Regions from separate parts of the Triticum aestivum genome. Here region 1 is linked to region 2. Evidence: chromatin contacts called from public Hi-C data. All regions are on one chromosome and are shown on one strand. Each heading gives the region's core, a stretch centred on a gene start, on an enhancer-like site or on the middle of the called end of the contact. The rest is flanking DNA. Distances are from core to core; before and after follow the strand shown. Region 1 holds the start of LOC123061443 (transcriptional corepressor LEUNIG). Region 2 holds the start of LOC123061440.

Region 1 (2,700 bases), core at 70-2,569, 540 kb before region 2:
ATACTCAAGGCCAAGGCCCCGCCACACCTGCTTAATTTCGTGGCATTCCACAAACAGGTGTTTAGCCGACTCGTTTCTCGTATTGCACAAGTAACACTTGTGATCCTCAATTGCCATTCCCCTTCGACAAAGAATATCTTTAGTGGCTAGTGTGTTATGTGCAAGGCGCCACATAAAATGCCTAACCTTGCCCGAGCATGGCAGTTTCCATATCCTCTTCCACTTTGCCTCCCCTCCACCCTCTAGGTCACCGGCCACCTAAGGAATCCCATCCCCTTGTGCAGCCCCGGACTCGGCTAGTGCCCTCTTCAGCTTGTACGCCTGCTTGACGGAGAATACACCCTTGGGGTCAAAGTGCCAGGCCAGGAAGTCAACTGCTCCATCTCGTAGAGGCATTTGAAGGATCAATTCCGCATCCTCCTCCCAAAAGATACCTCGGACCAGTTCCGTGTCCCACTTGCCGGTCGATGGATCTATGAGCTCAGAGACCCTGGTCAAAAGATTTCCTCCACGAGGGGTGATCACTCGCCTAGACCAAGCTCTGGGTATCCATGGATCGTCCCAAATGCGAATGCTTGCCCCGTCTCCCACACGCCATATCATCCCTTACTTGACTAGGTCAATTCCGTAGGTGATGCTGCACCACGCGTAGGACATGTTTGTGACCTGGCCCGCATCCAGAATAGAACTCTTCGGGTAGTACTTGGCCTTCAAGAGCTGTGCGCACAGGCTGTCTGGATTTTCAATCAGACGCCACACCTGCCTTGCAAGCATAGCAATGTTAAAAACATGAATATCTCGGAAACCAAGTCTTGCGTGCTTATGAGCACCTTTAAGAAACCGAGCCGTCATATCATCCAATCAGAGGTAGGTTCGCATCTGTCCCATAATATAAGAGCATTTTTTACACTACACGTAGTTCAAAGCGATCATTTATGTGTCATGTTTTACAATATTCTAAAATCAAAATCTCAGTCACAAAGCTACCATATATAGGGCGTCGTCTGGGTCCAAATTTGATGTCATTTTTTTTTGAGGAAGTCAAATTCTTCGGTTGTGGTGCCGATGTGCGTTACTTGCGTGCTGCGCAGCTCTTTTGGAAGTATGCAATTTATCACCATGTTTCTATGTTTCTACTAGTAGCCTCCGTGATGTAAAAGCTCCGCAAAGAAAAGAAAAAAGAAGCGTATGAATGGCTTCCACGCTGAACCCTAAGAATTGACAGTAGGCCCCTTGACGGAATTAATATTCTTGGACCCATGCGTCATACACAAACCATCAGTTCCATACAAGTCTCTGGTACACGCAGCGCGGCCAATCCCCCTCTCCTCTCCTTCTCGTCGATTTTGTTTTCCTCTCCACTTCTCTCCCACCTCTCTCTGCTACGCCTACGCTCCACCCTCTCCTCCCGTCCCGCCGTTGCAGACGCATCCAACCTTCTCCTCTCGCCTCCCCCACCCAGCCACCCCTAAGGGCTCGCCCTCGCTGCGGGAGAGAGATACGCGCGCCCACCTTCCCCGGCGGCTGCGGGGAGCTAGCGCGTCACTGCCCGCGCCCAGTCGCCGTAGAGGCGGAGGCGCTTGTCGGGGGGGAACACCACCCTGGCCGGGCTCCTTTCTCGTGGGCGCCTCCGGATTTGCTAGGTTGTGGCGCCGGGTGCGGAGCCATGTCGCAATCTCAGTCTCAGTCCCAGTCCCAGTCGCAGACCAACTGGGAGGCGGATAAGATGTGAGGATATCTTCTAAAATCTTTGGTTTGTTGCATGCTTCCTTGTGTTGATTCGTGGAGTTCTGCGGTCACGGTGCTTCCTGGGCGAGCATTGTGATAGATTAGTACCTGCGAGCAGCGAGAGAGAGAGGGGAATATCGTTTTGTGGGAGTTCCTATTTCTCAGCGGTTTCCATTTAGCTCCTCTTTTCCCAGTAGGCTCAGCTTAGCGAGTAATTGCAGGCACGGTTTGTGTCCTGTATAAATTCACTTCCCTACTAGACTGTTGTGTATGTTTGTATTAGTGATTTTAGTATACAATTAATTTGGTTCCAAACCTTAGGTTTTGATGTTAGAGTTTGCGCTTTTTGTCAAAATCCATTGTGAAACGATGGTTTTTTAGTACTTCTGTATTAGTTGATAATATTTTCACGAGGGCTGAACACAAAGTAGCTTCGTTGGATGTTGCAGTTTCACAAGCCTACTAATGATAATTCTCTCGCAAAAAAAAGCCTACTAATGACAATTTTTTCTTCTGAAAAGGAGGCTGAGACCCCCGGCCTCTGCATAAAAAATGATGCACACAGCCATTTTTATTAAATTATTCAACAAAGCCTGCAAGAACAAGGGGATGTTCAGAGTTGTACTAATTATCGTGGAATTAAGCCAATGAGCATACAATGAAGCTCTGGGAGAGAGTCATTGAGCACCGCTTAAGAAGAATGACAAGCGTGACCAAAAATCAGTTTGGTTTCATGTCTGGGAGGTCGACCATGGAAGCCATTTTCTTCGTACAACTTATGGAGAGATACAAGTAGCAAAAGAAAGACATGCATATGATGTTCATTGACTTGGAGAAGGCCTATGATAAGATACCGTAGAATGTCATGTGGTGGGCCTTGGAGAAACACAAAGTCTCAACAAAGTACATTACCCTCATCAAGGACATGTACGATAATGTTGTGACAAGTGTTCGAACAAGTGATGACGACAC
Region 2 (2,700 bases), core at 134-2,633:
AGGAAGGGAGGGTGCTGCTTGGCGCCGAGGTACGCAGCCGGGGCCCAGGCAGGCCAGGGGTGGCACATGGGAAGGGCCATGCTGAAGTTTAGGCCCATCGCGCCAAAGCCGGCGGTGATGGCGCCTGCGCCGATGCCGGCCGTGCCCGCTGGGAAGGGGAAGGGGAGACGGAAGGCGGTTGCAGGGCCAGGGGGTACCGGGAGGAGGGGACGGAAGCCCAAGAAGCAGGCCACGGTGGCTGCACCGACGACGCAAAAGTTGGACTACGTGCAGGACAAGCCTTTGTCCTCGCCGTCCTCCTCCTCGTCGGGGATGACGTCCGTCGACTCGTCGCCTCCTCCACCCCTGCCGCTCATGCCTGTGCTGCCGGCAGAGGAGGGGTTCGGTGGGGCGGCGCCGGTGGCGAATCTGGCGCCTGCCCACGTTGCCGGACTGGTCCTGCCGCCGCAGGCGCTGCGGCAAGCGGTGTCCTGGGTGACGGTTGAGGACGTCACAGGCATCTGGCGCGACGGCGAGGCGCCGTACGCTGCGGCCTGCGGCGGCGACGAGGCCCCAACGTTCGTGTCCGACCAGTGCGGCCGCGTCACGTGGACAAACGTGGCTTTCAACCGGGCAGTGTCCGGTAGGGAGGACGTAGACGCAGCCATGGCCCCGTCGGCGGCCGCTTCCGAGGTGCGGGTGGTGCTCGCCGCCAAGGATGGCGCCCCCGTGCCGGCGTGGGGCTCCTGTGCCGGTTTCACCTGTCGGGTGCGCGTCCCGTACGCATGCCCTCGCCGAGGTTCCCTCGTGGCCCCGTGCGACGTGTGGCGGCTAGACGCTGGTGGCTACCTCTGGCGGCTCGACCTTCAGGCCACCCTCAGCCTCTCCCTCGGCGGCTTCATTTGACTGCGTACGCATTCCATGTACGGAGACGTATGAACCAATCAAAATCATGTGTTAGTCTGCGCTATGATTATGGTATTGATTTAGCGGTCATGACTCATTACCGGATTTGGTATACTCTTATTATGAACTGAACTGTAGAGTAGTTTAAGAAGAGGGGTAGAGATGCAAGTGCAAAAGATTTCTTTCTAACAATGGTAGGGTCCGAGGACTCATATGGACACAGATCCCTTGACGTACTCTAGGTGCCATTGGTCCACTGACATGTCGGCCCAGGATCCTCGTAGCAAAGCTATATAAGGCTGGCCATAGCGGGGTAACATAACTAGTACTCCCTCCGTTCGGGAAAAGTTGTCCCTGACGACATTTTGCGAAAATCACCTCCTCTTTCTCCCGACAAACTACGCAGCCCTCCCTCCGTCTGCTTCTCTGCTCCGTCGCCTCGCCACGCGCCGGCCGCCTGCTCCGTCGCCTGGCCGCCTGCTCCGTCGCCTCGCCGCATGTCGGCCGCCTTCTCCCCCTCGTCTCGCTGCTTCTCTGCGTCCGCACTAGGAGATCAAGAGGGAAGGATCTCCTTTTCTGTAAAGCTCGTGCCTTGCCGGCTGCGTCGGCGGCGCTCGATGACCCGCTCCTCGTTCTCGAGCACCCCCTCCAGACCTCGAGCTCCGGCGGCGGCGCTCGATGGCCCGCTCCTCGTCCTCGAGCACCTCCTCCAGACCTCGAGCTCCGGCGGCGGTGGCATGGGAAAGACGACCAGGGCATGGGGAAGACGAAGACTTGCTCCAGCAGCTCATCTTGCTCCTCGAGCTGGTGGGCTGATGATGGAGGACCTGCACTCTTGGCTCCACCAGCGCCGCCGCTGCCGCTTCTGCTTCTGCTCCCCGCTCGCCCACAGCGCAAGTCTGTCTTCTGAATTTACAGGTGATGTCTGTCTGTTGAAGCAAGCAGGTGAGCTGATTTTTTGCAGCGATTGGTTTGTGCAGAGATTGGAGGAGGAATGGAGTATTGCAGAGGAATGGATGCTGCTTCTTTTGGTGCAGGTGAGCCATGTATATGGAGTACGAGTATAGTACTGACAAATTTCAGTTAGCCATGGAGATGGAGTACAGTAGATGAACATACAGTATAGATTCAGTTAGCCTTGCACTTTGCATGCTTCCAGTATTGGTGAACATACAGTAGATAAACATACATTATAAATTCAGTATAAACAGTATTGGTGATAATTGAGTTCAGTTGGTGACAAAGTCACTACTTTGTGTACACATTGCCAGAATTTAACTTGGAGTACAGTCACTACATTGCTTCTCTGCTTACAAAATTCAGATTGAATTTCACTATCAAAAGAAAAGAAGTGGAGATTAAATGCACAAGCACTTCAATTGTGTGCTTAGTAAAATTACCAAGTTCAGTAAAATTCAGTCTATGAATTCAGTTTACTGTGTGCTCAATTGTGTGCATCACTGGGACAGTTTACTGTTCATGAATTGGAGTAGATCTCTGCTTACATGTTTTAGGTAGCATCATCCATGGATGCATTCACTATTTCAATCAACTCCTGTAGATTGGGTTCAGTACAAAATTCAGTTAACTCCTATAGAAAAGAGAGATTCCAACTTAATCAATTTAATTCAGTAGAATTTTTTTTCACCTAGTCCCCCTGTTTCCAGGTCAAAATTGAATGTTGACAGTAGTAGTAAGAGTAGAAGAAGAATAATTCCAAATAAACTCAAATAAAGTTAGTCAAAAGTGACTATACAAAAATTTAGTCACAAGTTTGCTTTAGTATATGCAATTCGTAATGTTAACTAATTCAAA

Evidence for each region. A called contact is a pair of places that touch in the nucleus more often than the background predicts.
Region 1: a contact with region 2 is called in a Hi-C map of leaf, with 4 times the contacts expected there. The contact joins the promoter of LOC123061443 here to the promoter of LOC123061440 in region 2. A contact is called at or near these places in 3 of 5 Hi-C or Micro-C datasets (all in leaf).

The regions. Positions count from the first base shown.
Region 1 is chr3A:408,239,086-408,241,785 of IWGSC CS RefSeq v2.1, reverse strand. It overlaps LOC123061443 (transcriptional corepressor LEUNIG), which reads left to right and starts at 1,319. Exons shown (of 17, transcript XM_044484560.1): 1 at 1,319-1,728. The coding sequence starts at 1,667.
Region 2 is chr3A:407,703,769-407,706,468 of IWGSC CS RefSeq v2.1, reverse strand. It overlaps LOC123061440, which reads left to right and starts at 1,383. Exons shown (of 5, transcript XR_006429000.1): 1 at 1,383-1,782; 2 at 1,866-1,922. LOC123061439 reads left to right here. Exons shown (of 1, transcript XM_044484547.1): 1 at 1-982. The coding sequence ends at 885.